Linked DNA regions of Rattus norvegicus: region 1 is linked to region 2. The links are chromatin contacts, called in public Hi-C maps. All regions are on one chromosome and are shown on one strand. Each heading gives the region's core, a stretch centred on a gene start, on an enhancer-like site or on the middle of the called end of the contact. The rest is flanking DNA. Distances are from core to core; before and after follow the strand shown. Region 1 has its middle 160 kb from the start of Gap43. Region 2 has its middle 120 kb from the start of Zbtb20.

Evidence for each region. Hi-C and Micro-C count contacts between places; a contact is called where the count stands out from the background.
Region 1: a contact with region 2 is called in a Hi-C map of the A7r5 cell line, with 2.7 times the contacts expected there. The contact joins two enhancer-like sites. A contact is called at or near these places in 1 of 12 Hi-C or Micro-C datasets (the A7r5 cell line) and 1 of 1 datasets of contacts at active chromatin or transcription factors (oligodendrocytes).

Annotation. Positions count from the first base shown.
Region 1 is chr11:71,717,728-71,723,654 of GRCr8, reverse strand. No RefSeq gene overlaps it. Among named protein-coding and RNA genes, the nearest start is that of Gap43, 160 kb to the left of the region's middle. Within about 2 kb of position 2,579, at least 12 of the 93 cell types and tissues checked have an H3K27ac peak or open chromatin away from gene starts, as enhancers often do.
Region 2 is chr11:71,417,489-71,423,753 of GRCr8, reverse strand. No RefSeq gene overlaps it. Among named protein-coding and RNA genes, the nearest start is that of Zbtb20, 120 kb to the right of the region's middle. Within about 2 kb of position 2,408, at least 37 of the 93 cell types and tissues checked have an H3K27ac peak or open chromatin away from gene starts, as enhancers often do.

The sequences.
Region 1 (5,927 bases), core at 1,330-3,829, 300 kb before region 2:
TACTTATGAATGAAGGCTGAAAATGCTGGGCCATGGACATGTAGTCTCCAGCAGAAACACATACGGCTCTCCTTAATGTCCTGGTTACACTTACAATGTGTGAGTCAGATGTTTTCCAGTTCTCCTAAGTGGACAAGTGAGTCCCTCAGCCAGGTGTTTCTTGCTCTCAGTCTCATCAGCTTAGCCTCTTCATGAAGCAGAAAGACAAATATCTTCCTGCATTCTTGTTGGCTGGCAGTTAGCCTTCACGACATCTAAGATCCTTCATACCACTGAGACGTTTTAAATAAGGTACCGTGGAATTCAGATTTCTTCTAGTGCTCAGAATCTATGTTAAGCTTCGTTTCTGTAGTAAAACAGTCACTTAACACTGATTTGTGCCCTAAGGACGGGCACAATCTTAGCATGAAGGGCCAGATAGTAAACCCTATGTTTTATTGACCAAGTAGTCTCTCCTAAAATCTTTACCTTTGTTGCTAATAAAAGGAAATCAACCCCCAACCCTCAAATGGCATAAGATGCTTTATGTTCTAATGAAACATTTTTTATATGAAAACAAAATGCTGGGCTGACTGCCTGGCAGTCCATGTTTTGTATCTTCTTTAGACCATACCCTGTGCAGGAGTGAGAAGCATTTGTGGAGCCAGGAGCACTTTGTCAGAGGCGCACAATACAAGAACTACTTTAACCTGGGCCACAATTCAGTGTGCTAACACAGGCAGGGCAGAGTTCCTTTTGTCCAGGAGAGTCCTTACCTGTTTCCCAGAAGATAAAATAATGGCAAGAAGAAAGGTCAGGGTTGAGAAAACATCATTAAAAAAAATCTGCTTATGAACATGATAGAAGAGATCTCATGTATTAATAGCATTTGTAGAACAGTGTGTACCTTCTTTGGTCAAGAACACAAAATGAAAGGCTAACTTCCAATGGCCTAGAAAGAGTTCAGCTATAGATGCATTTATAAATATGCAAAGTATGCTGAGTGGACATTTATATATGCATCCAGTTTTTTCTCAGAAGTTGTTTGAGGGGAACAGTGCATAGATTGGTCCTATGCAAAGATAAAATGGACATGTGTGCTTTGCCTTCTGGGAGACATCTAAGAGAGAACAGGGTCTTCCTGGTATGGAAATTATAATCTAAATATTTTTAAAATGGCAAAAATAAAATTACATACATGTAGTATATAGATATTTAATTCTTTAGAAGTTTGTGGTCAGCATGTCACCATTTTAGAAAAAAAGATAGGCGTTGCATAGTCTAAGGTACACACATTTTTAGTTCCAATTGAGACAATATGTACCATTCTAATGAATTTAGTTTGTTTCACAGAAGGTGATTCAAAGATAGAGACATCCTTCCTCCAGCACACTACAAGCAAGGTGCTTCTAGAGTTATAGACTATAAAGTAAGCCTTACGCAGGGAGAATGGGAGGATGTGTGGTTGGATCCAGTTAGGTACCATTCTAACTTAGATACGCATAGTGTACAAAGAGTTTAAGCTCAAAAGGGAAAGCAACAGAGTGAACTGTTTGCAGCCAACTTCTAGAACGATATTCTGAGTCACTAAGGCTTAGCGGTCACCCTCTGGAATGTGGCCATCCCTTCACGTGTAAGAATAAACTTCAAAGACCCCAAGAGAAACTATTATTTCAAACATTTGCTGTGAACTTGGAAAATGAAACACAATAGAATTCAAACTCTGAAGAACTGATCTAAGCTGTTTGTTCTCATTTTAAAGGGTCACTGAACAGATCCAGTCTGGGCCCCTTAACCAAAGAACAATATGGGAAAGAATAAAAGATCTCCAAAGAGCTTGCTCATGTCAGAATGCTTGGTATGCAATGTCCTCCTGTCCACTGCATTGCTCACCTGCCCTCTTAGCTCTTTACAAAACTTTGGGGATATAGACGCTGGACATGTTCAGTGTCAGTAGTGGTAATATCTCTCATAGCCATTCTTCATTCTTTCTCCTTTGTTTTGTTTCTTAATTTTTCCCCTTCCACTCCCACTTTCTACTTTATATATCTACTGCTTCACTCTTTTCATTTTTGCTTTTGATCTCTACTCCTTAAATTTCTTGATATGTTTTTCTTTTTCCAATTTCAAGGCTATACAATGAAATAAATATATATTTCTACCTGTTATGGTTTATAGAATTTATTTCCTGAAATGGGCTTCTATTTTAAAGCTAATAGTAGTAATGTTCTACATATGTGTACACATATATAAATACATATGCACATGCACACATAAACATATGTAATCCTAGCTGCTTCACATTTTAAAAGGTCACAAATGTTCTTGATTGTGCACATGGAATATTCCTTTGTTTTTATTTTAGTATATTTTCCCTATGGACCATCCCTTCACATCTCCTCTTAACTGTTCAGAAGTAGCACCTTGACCTATGAATCTTCACCTGACCTTTCCAAAGATCAATACATCTCTACAATGGCCTTTTCTTTCATCCCTTGAAATGAATAGAAATGGATGCCAAATTTTCCTTCTGCAAGGCTAAGCATTTTTAGAAGGTGAGAGGAGTTACTGGGTCTCATACTTTTCACAATTAAACAACGTGCTGCCTTGGCATAGCATGCTGGGAAAATATATCATGCCACTGAATAGCTCTTTTCTAACACCATTATGTACTCTCCCTATCCGGTGTCCAAATTCCCCCTCCACCAGGGGAGTACAGTCCCTTTGCACAGTGCACAGTTCTAGCAACTGCTCCATTTTTTATCTCTCAGCCTATTCCTGGCCTCATTCATATGCATGCAAATGTGGGTTTCTGCCCTCTGGAGAGCTGGCAGGCACCCCGTGGTCTGAAGCCTCTTGTCCCTGAACATTAGACACTCTGTTACCCATGAAAAGCCAGCAGAGAAATGGTGTAGATAGGCAGTCTTAGAAATTCCATGTTTATTTCAGTCAATTAGCATGGTTTTTTTTCCCCTCTTCTTCCTGTCAGCACAGAAAGAAGACATGCTAAGGAAAATGTAAAGTGAATACTGATGAAAAGGCGACTTAGGGAACTGTACATTTTAGTTTGCAAAGCTAAAAAGACACATTTCTACCATCAGCTTATCTTCCACAAATGATGAGAAAGTTCTAGAAAATATTATTGGGACACGAAATTCTCTTAGATGAATCTCACCTCCCCATTGTTTTTAAATATGAATAAAGAGTGTGGTTCACTAAAACAGGTCAAGTTCTTGCCTTCCGTTGACTATACCCTTAAGGCACAGACCAATATAATTACCTCCTCATTCTGATTGAGCAACAAATTCTTTCTCACCTGTCCCAGTAACCTCGATTCATCAGGCCCTCCCTGTGCTCAATCTTCTGTCTGTCTGACGTCCATCCTGTTCAGCACCAGCCCCTTCATGCTCAGTCTTCCCTTCGCTCTATCACACAGCTCTCTTCAGCTCTCTAACCCTGGTGAGGGGTCCTTTGTCTTCATGGCTGGCTCTTCTCTCTCCTCGTATAGTCGAACTGTGAGTTTCGGTAAGAGCTACTTTCTTAGGCTTCTCCTCATTTATCATCACCTCACCTCTAACTGTCAGTCACAACCCCCATGCTGTTCATTCAGACGCTACTATCAAAAGTCAACTATTCGAACTGGCTACAAAACATACTTACCTGGATAACTAGGACCCAACACTTTAGTTTCAGTGTGTACTCAAAACTTAGTTAATTTTTAGTTCAATTTTACTTTTTAGTTCAATTCTCCTCCCTCTTGCAACATTGCAAATAGCTATTCATGTGGTTTCTGTGTGCATGTGCATATGTGTGTGGGGTGGGGCACGTGCATATGTATAAGTCACTTGTTACTTGGTAGGGACTATAGTTGGTAAAACACTGTTGTGAGGTATGCTTGTGAAGATGGATTTAAGAGACTAGTATTGGCTTCCTCTTCTAAGATTAATAAAGTTGGTCACAGTAAAAAAAAAAAGAGAGAGAGAGAGAGACTAGTGTTTTCATTAGTAGACTGAATAAATAAGACCACACTTGCCATTCAGTCTGTTGAGGTTCTAAATAGACCACGAGATGAAAGAAAGTAGATTTTCTCTCTCCTGTCACCATGGCAGCATCCATCTTTCCCTATCATTAGATAAAAATAATCTGTATTCTTGGCCCTGGGACTTAGGATTAGTTCCTCTGGTTCTCAGGACTTTGAAATGAGACTAGATTTCCTCTGAGTGATATGAAGTTTCTCCTTCATAGACAACAAATCATGGCTCTTCTCAGCAACCATAATCTGATAAGCCAGTACTTCAAAATGTCTGTCTGTCTGTCTGTCTGTCTATCTATCTATCTATCTATCTATCTATCTATCTATCTATCTATCTATCTTATCTCTCTACCCATCCAACTATCTATCTATCTATCTATCTATCTATCTATCTATCTATCTATCTATCTATCTATCTATCTATCGCTTCTATCCATCTGCCTACCTATTTCCTGTTGGTTCTGTTTCTCTAAGAAATGCTGACTGACTTAGACATTCTTCGTTTAAAGTTTATTTTGTTTATTTACATCCCAAATGCTGCCCCTTCTCCTGGTTCCCCCTTGCAGAGTTCTTCCCCCATGCCCCCTCCCCTTTGCCTCTGAGAGGGTTTCCCAACCCCACTGGGTATCCCACCACTCTGGATCATCAAGTCTCTATAGGATTAAGTACATCCTCTCCCACCCACCCACCAAGGCTGGACAAGGCCGCACATATGTGCTAAGGACAGATCAGCCCATCTATGCTCTTTGGTTGGTGGCTCAGTCTATGGGAGCTTCCAGGTTAGTTTGAATCTGTTACTATTTGTTGTCCTGTGAGGTTGCTATCCTCTTCAGTTCCTTCAATCATTCACCTAACTCTTCCAAAGGGGTCCCGAACTCCGTCCAGTGCTTGGCTTTGGGTACCTGCATCTATCTCAGTCATCTGTTGGCTAGAGCCCCTCAGAGGACAGCCATGCTAGGCTCCTGTCTGCAAGCACAACAGTAACAGTGTCAGGAAATGGTGCCAGCCCTTAGGATGAATCCCAAGTTGTACAGGTCACTGGTCAGCCATTCATTCAGTCTCTGCCCCATTTTTGTCCCTGTCTTTCTTTTAGACAGAAGCAATTTTGGATAGAAAGTTTTGTAGGTGGATTGGTATCTTCAGCCCTAAGAATACCCATGACACACCCCCAATGACTTAAAGAAGTTCAATTTAAGAAGGAAGTAAGGATGCTTAAATCCCACTTAGAAGGGGCAACAAAATAATCATCGGAGGCAGACAGACTTGGATGAAAGAAGGGAGAAGGAGGAGAATGGGGAACAGGAGGAGATATGGGGATAGATAGAAGAGAGGCTAAGAGAGCCAAAAGAATGAATGGAAATATGTAGCTTCTGGGAGTTGGGGGAATCTCTAGGAAGTCCTAGAGACCTAGGATTGGGGAGGCTCCCAGGACTCAATGCAAGTGACCTTAGCCATGCCCATCAGTGGGAACCTGAAGATACCACCTCCAGAAGATGGACAAGGCCCCCAGTGGAGGGACGGGGACACCAATCCACTGATGTACGCATTCTATAGCTCCATTCAATGCTATCATCCAAAGCCAACCTATTCAAGCACTAAAACAACTCAAATGCATTCTTCAAATCACTACTCGAGTTGAGTAACTACGACATTTAGGCATGTGCTTTGCATGGGCCATTCAAAGGTCCTGCATGTGCCATTAGCCTACCCTAGGTTTTTCTTCTTCAGTGTAGATCATCACTGCTGGTCAAGAAGACTGCCCTGTGAATAGAGTACTTCTCCAGTCCTTGCTAAGTTCTCTGGCTCAGGTTTGTGGCTTTTCCTTTTAGGTGAAATGCTTTGCCTAATCCATGTAGGTATTGACAATCAACTATCACTGGCAATAATTGGTGATTTTATAGGGGCTTCTCTATCC
Region 2 (6,265 bases), core at 1,159-3,658:
ACCCTAAGCTTCAGTTCATGCTTCTATTCCTGCCTCAGAGCTTTAAATGCTGTACATTTCTCTCAATAAATGAGACCTTGACAACAGAATCTTGCTTGGTCTCCTTCTTCTCTTCACCCTCATTTGGCCCACAGGTAGAAAGCCTCTTCGGGACCCTGAATAACTGGGTCCCTGCTGGTGGGGACAGAAATACACCTCTTGCACTTTCTCTTCTCATTGTTTTAACTTCAAAGCGATCATCTTTACAGCAAACTGTATCAGCTTCTTTTTGAAGTTTTATTATAGTTTCTAACTTTTTTGTAAATTAAAAAATAAGATAATGAGAAACAATAACTGAAAATGGTACCACATGCCTTTAATCCCAGCACTTGGGAGGCAGAGGCAGGTCGATCTCTGAGTTTGAGGCCAACATGATGTACAGAGCGAGTTCCAGGACACCCAGAACTACACAGAGAAACCCTGTCTCAAAGAAACAAAACACACAAACAAAAACAAAAACAAAGAAGAAGAGAAAGAGGAAGGGGAAGAAGAAACAAAGAGTAAACAATAACTCAAAAATCATCATAGAAAGTATTTGCAACACGATTCATTCACAGAAGATGTTGAGATTTTTCTAACACGGGTGATTGTTGTCTGTTCTTGGTTGTTTGTAAAGCAGTGCTAAAATAGGATAGTATGAATATATAAGTTGATTGTATCTCTTTCATAGCAGTGCTAAGTGTTTAAGAATCACAATTGTAAAAAAAAATCCATTTTAATGTGTCTTTATTTTTATTACACCCGTTTGTCATCAACAAAACACTGTGAAGTTTCCTGAGGAGAGAGGAGCTCCCTGTATTGGAAGTGTCTCCAGAAGAAATGGTTTTAATTATCACTGGTATGATTTCAGATGCCGCGTTAATCGCGGTGCCGCCATTGATGACCTCCCCTTTGAATCTGTTTTTATTTTGATCCTGTAAAACACATTACACTTTTAGAAACCATCTTGCTCTTTATTTTCGCACGTTCCCCCCGTATTGTTTGTCATTTCATCAAATGTCATAAGGAAGGGGATTAGAGGTAAATTATAACTCAGCGTGAGTTATAACTGCCTCCTCTCAAGCTATAACAGGAATGCTCTGGAGAGAGAAAAACCATGGTTGGACTTCTGTTGCATTTTCTACTTGTGCAGCATCCTGTCATTCCCTCAGTTACTCCTTAATCCCATTTCCCATTCCCGAATTTAAAAGTGTACAACAGAAATGAATTCTGCCTCTGTCCCACATTATATCACACAGTTCTTATCTTATCCCTTCGGTGTTTTGAGGAAAGGTCTTATTTTGTTTATTGCAGTCCAGACTGGCTTTGAACATGGAGCCCTCCTGTTTTCACATCCTAAGGTCCATTCCATCATTCACAGCGCTTCTTTTTAAGTCATTTGTTGGGTGTCCTTTTGAGGTCTGAGGCACAAAGATAAGGCAAATATGATACAATGTTCTCTGGGATCATCGTGGTGCCATTGAACGTTATTATGCGGGAATGCAAAACCTCAAGTGAAACAAAACACGTTACTGATTCTTAACATTGTATAATTAATTTTCAAATCATAATCTGCATCTTTATAAGTATTAGAGGGGAAAAGGTTGGAAACTAATCTCAAAGCATGAGAGAAGGTGAGCAGAGCTATTTATCTTGATTAAAGTCTTGAATGATTTAACTGCAATTAGGCAGACAAGTGCCTACAACTGTATTTCTCAAAATATGGGACATAGTGCTCAACAAATACATAAAAATGTCTTTCAGAAAATAAGTCGATTTTCTCAGGTGTAGTTAGAGAACTGCTTGTTTCCATGCCCCACTCAAGATTGACCTGCAAGGGATTAAAAACCTTTAAACTTGAGGGAAAAAAAAGTGGAAATTGAATTTGAACAGTCCTGGGTCACTCTGCTAATATATGAAGGGCATTCAGGATATTTTTCACCCATCTCTTCTAAAAAAAAGCAGATGAAAATAGCAGGACTACAAAGAGTAGAAGTACATGTTGATGTCTGAAAAAAATATGTAGTTACAGAACAAGAGAAAAAAAAAACCCTCTCCTTCTTCATTTCAAACAGTTTCTATCTGTGGGGTTTTCTTTTCTTGTAAGACATAGGAAACATAAATCCTTTCTCAGAAACTATTCTATTGGTTGTGGCAAATGTACATGGTTGTATAATATCTGTCAAAAATAGGACAGAGAACAATTTTATTGTCCTACAAAACTCCTCTGTTACTTTGTGGCCCGACTCTCCCTCCAAGTCCAGCCAATGATGTAGTCTGTTTTCTGGCCTTATAAATTTGGCTTTCCCAGAATATGATACCAATGACACAGTGTGTAGCCATTTGAATGGTTTCTTTCACTGGCCATGGAGCATCTGATGCCTAACCACACTGCCCCATTCACACACAGGTCCCTGTTTCTGCTTTACTGCAGGAGCCAGAGCCCTGCGGTAATGTTGAGAGTGATGAGTGGATGTTGCTTTTGTTTCCTTCTTAGCAGAGAGAAGATTCCACTCGACACAGACTCTGCACATTTCATGTGTCTGGTATCAGGAAGATGCAGCTTTACCAATTCCTTAATTCACTGTGAATTTTGCTATCTCCTTTGTTGATATTTTAAGCCATGAATGGACACTGAATTTTGTCAAATGAGAAGTCAGGGCAACTATGATAAAGATCATGAGATTTTTCCCACACTACTCTTCTGAGACTATGAGTATGGCGATTGATTTCAAATGCGGAGCCGTTTCTACATTTCAGAATAAAACCCATTTAAATCATGATGCATTATTTTGTTTTTTCTAATATTTTATTGATGACTTTAGATTCTCACTTTTATATTGATAGGTTTCTTTATTTGTATTGTTTTTTTTTTTGCTGTTTTATGCATCAAGGTAGAGTATATTGAATATTCCCTTTATTTTACATAGACTTGGCAATTTTTTTCTTAAAGTTTTAGTAAGCAAAATTTAACTACTAACTTGATTTATTTCATAGACAGAAAGATCATCTGTAAGCTATGATAATTTTATAAGCTATGATAATTTCTGGCTTTTGGGAAATGTATTCTTTACTGCAGTTATCAAATATGTAGGCATATATAAAATTGTTGGAAATAATCCCCTATCCTTTTCCTGCCTATAGAGCCAGTAACAATGTTTCCCTCTCATACACAATATTAGTAACTTTACATCTTGTATTTTCCTTCCTTTTTCAGTTATATAAGATGCTTATTGGTGATATCAGTCTTTGAGAACAACTAGTTTTTAGTTTCTTTTTTCTCCCTTTTTTCTTTATTTTTTTGTTATTGTTTTTTATTTTCTGATATTAATTCCTTGATTTCTACTCCTGTCTTCAATTTTCTTTTCACTTTGTTTTCTCCAAGATTTAATTTGTTCTGCTTTTTTTCCCCCTCTCAATTCTTAAAATTTAGGAAATAGATTTAGCTCTAGGAAACTGATGAGATTTATAAAAACAAAAAACCAACTCCATGCAGCCCAAATGAAGTAGTGAGAAGCCAAAGAAACTACACATTCATACCCAACATGGTAGAGCCATGAGTTTACAGGGGTCAGTTATAGATAAATAGGAAAGGTCTGCTTCCAGACTGTGGGCGACTCAAAAGCAGCTGAATCACTTAAAAATTCCAAACAAACACATCCAACAACTCAGGAAAACACCATTACTAGAGTCCCTGTGCGCAACTTTCAGGCAGCTAATGTCAGGGAGGAGTCTGCTGGCAATTATTTATAGCTTATATAACTTTAAGGGAGACTGTGTGAGCCTTCTGAGTTTCATGAACCTCTTCCATTTTTCCATGAAGGAATGTTCCAACCCACGAAAGACAGCTATACAACACTCCACCCCTGCATCTGTTTCTTAAATGTCTGTCCTCTCTTCTGCAATGTTCTCCAAGTATTGAGGAGATGATATATTTGTGTAATTGTTTTCTTCCATTTATTACTGAGTCCCTGGGCTGCTATGTCATAGCGACAGTCACTTACTCTTAGAAGTTTGATTAGTTATGAGTCTCTACAACAACTTCAACCCCTACCCGAGAAGCTGCCCTTGACAACTGTAGCACCAAGCTATAGGAATAAACAGAAAGGTTGAGAAGACATTTGATAGGCACATTATGTCTGCTTAAATAGATAATCACAGCAATCTACCAGCTCGGGCATATAACTTCTTCAGACATAGGATTTTGTCTGTTGTTGTTGTTGTTGTTGTTGTTGTTGTTGTTGTTGTTGTTGTTGTTGTTTTGCTTGGTGTGTGTGTGTGTGTGTGTGTGTGTGTGTGTGTGTGTGTGTGTGTGTGTAGGCTGGAGGGCAACCTCAAGTGCTGGTTTTAAAGAACTATCTACTTTTATTTTGAGACAGAATCTCTTACTGGCCAGGAACTTATCAAGTAAGTTAGGTCAGCTGATCAGAAATCCCCAGGGATCTACCAATCTCCCGTCCCCAGGACCAAGATTGTGTGAATTAAGACCACTGAATTCATGTCTGTATGTTTGTCGGTAAATGCTTTACTGACTGGGCTATCTCCTAAGCCTTTATCCACAGGTTTTAATTTTGGTTTAGTTTGATTTAGATTGGCTGTTGCCTGCCCTTACAGTACCAAACATGATCTCCCTCCTGTGTAGAAGACCTTAAATCGAATGGAGAAATTATTGTATTCACAGTAGTTGTGACACTATTACACTAGATGGCCAACTTTGTCATATGCTGACTGTGTTAACAGGCAATGGGCAGAGCTCAGAAGGAAAGTTGGTGCTAATTCTCTCTTAGCATCCTGTAAAATATCCTTCAGCACCATGTACGCTAACCAACAAGGATAGACATGGCTTCATATCCTGAAATCAAAACCTGTGATAGCTTCAGCAATGGAGGCTTTACATCTAGTTCTGGCATGCAACCAACAATGGTGACAGTTGCCTGTATTACATTTAGGACTTCTGTAGCTTTTCTAATCAATAATTCATAGCGAAGTAGCTCACAGGTGACTGGGATTTTACCCAATAAACATATGACTCAGAAGAGGGACTTTTTCTATTCATGTGGGTGCATTTGCTTAAATTCCTTAACTGGTGTGTTAACTATTCTTTCTACCAGTTATTTTTCTGAATCTGGGAGATAGTCAGTTCACTATCGTATAATGAACCCTCTTACAGATATTATGTAAGTTCTCTCAAAATCTACCGATATTCCTCCTAAGCAAAGAAAAATAATCTTGCTATTAAATATTTTGGGGGAAATACTAAGAAAAAATTAGCAAGGCCAACTACAACACAATAAAAATCTCATCACTTACGTTAACTGTCAGCCAGGTATCGTGGTATACATAACTAATACAAGCAATTGGAAGGCAGAGGCAGGTGGATCTCTGTGTGTTCCAGGCCAGCCTTGACTGCATAATGAGTTCTAGGACAATGAGGTCTACACAGTGAGATCTGGCTTTAAATCAAAACAAGAAAAGACTCTGTCAATTGCTCCATCAAAACAAGAGTAATGTTTCGAACAGAAGCATGGATGGTGGACACTGCCTCTTCTAGCTCTTCATAACTCACAGTGAGTCTTCATAACCATCTGGCCTATCCATACAGGGGCGATGTCATGAGACCACTATATATTTCCTATATAGACTTGGTGGGGCAGCTCACACTGCTCGCCCTGTACTTGATCTGACAGGCTCCCAGCCTGTGCTGTGAACAGCTTCAGTGTTTTTCATCACCAATGTCTGAATTGACCATAGACTCTGAAGATCATATACACTCTCAGGATATTTTCTTGAAGGAGAAAAATGTACACAATATTCTCTGGGTGAAGGCTTATTGCCCAGTGCTACAGTCCTGGGGTGATCTGGACTTTTCCACCTACAGAATTCTGTTGTGCACACTTTTGTGAACCGTTTCTTAGGCTTCAAAGACAGATGAACCAAAGAATCATCTTTTCCCCCCTCTGGGGACTCCAGCCTGACATAGATCTTATCACATTTTCTTCCAAATATACAAACATACTTTTTATGCTGACTATTAAATCATTCAGACTCACTGTCTTAGGTTAGAGTTTTACTGCTGTGAACAGACACCATGACCAAGATGAGTATTATCAAGAGCAACATTTAACTGGGGCTGTCTTACAAAAGGTTCAGTCCATTATCATCAAGGTGGGAGCATGGCAGCATCTAGGCAGGCATGGTGCAGGCAGAGCTGAGAGATCTACATATTTATCTGAAGGCTACCAGCAGA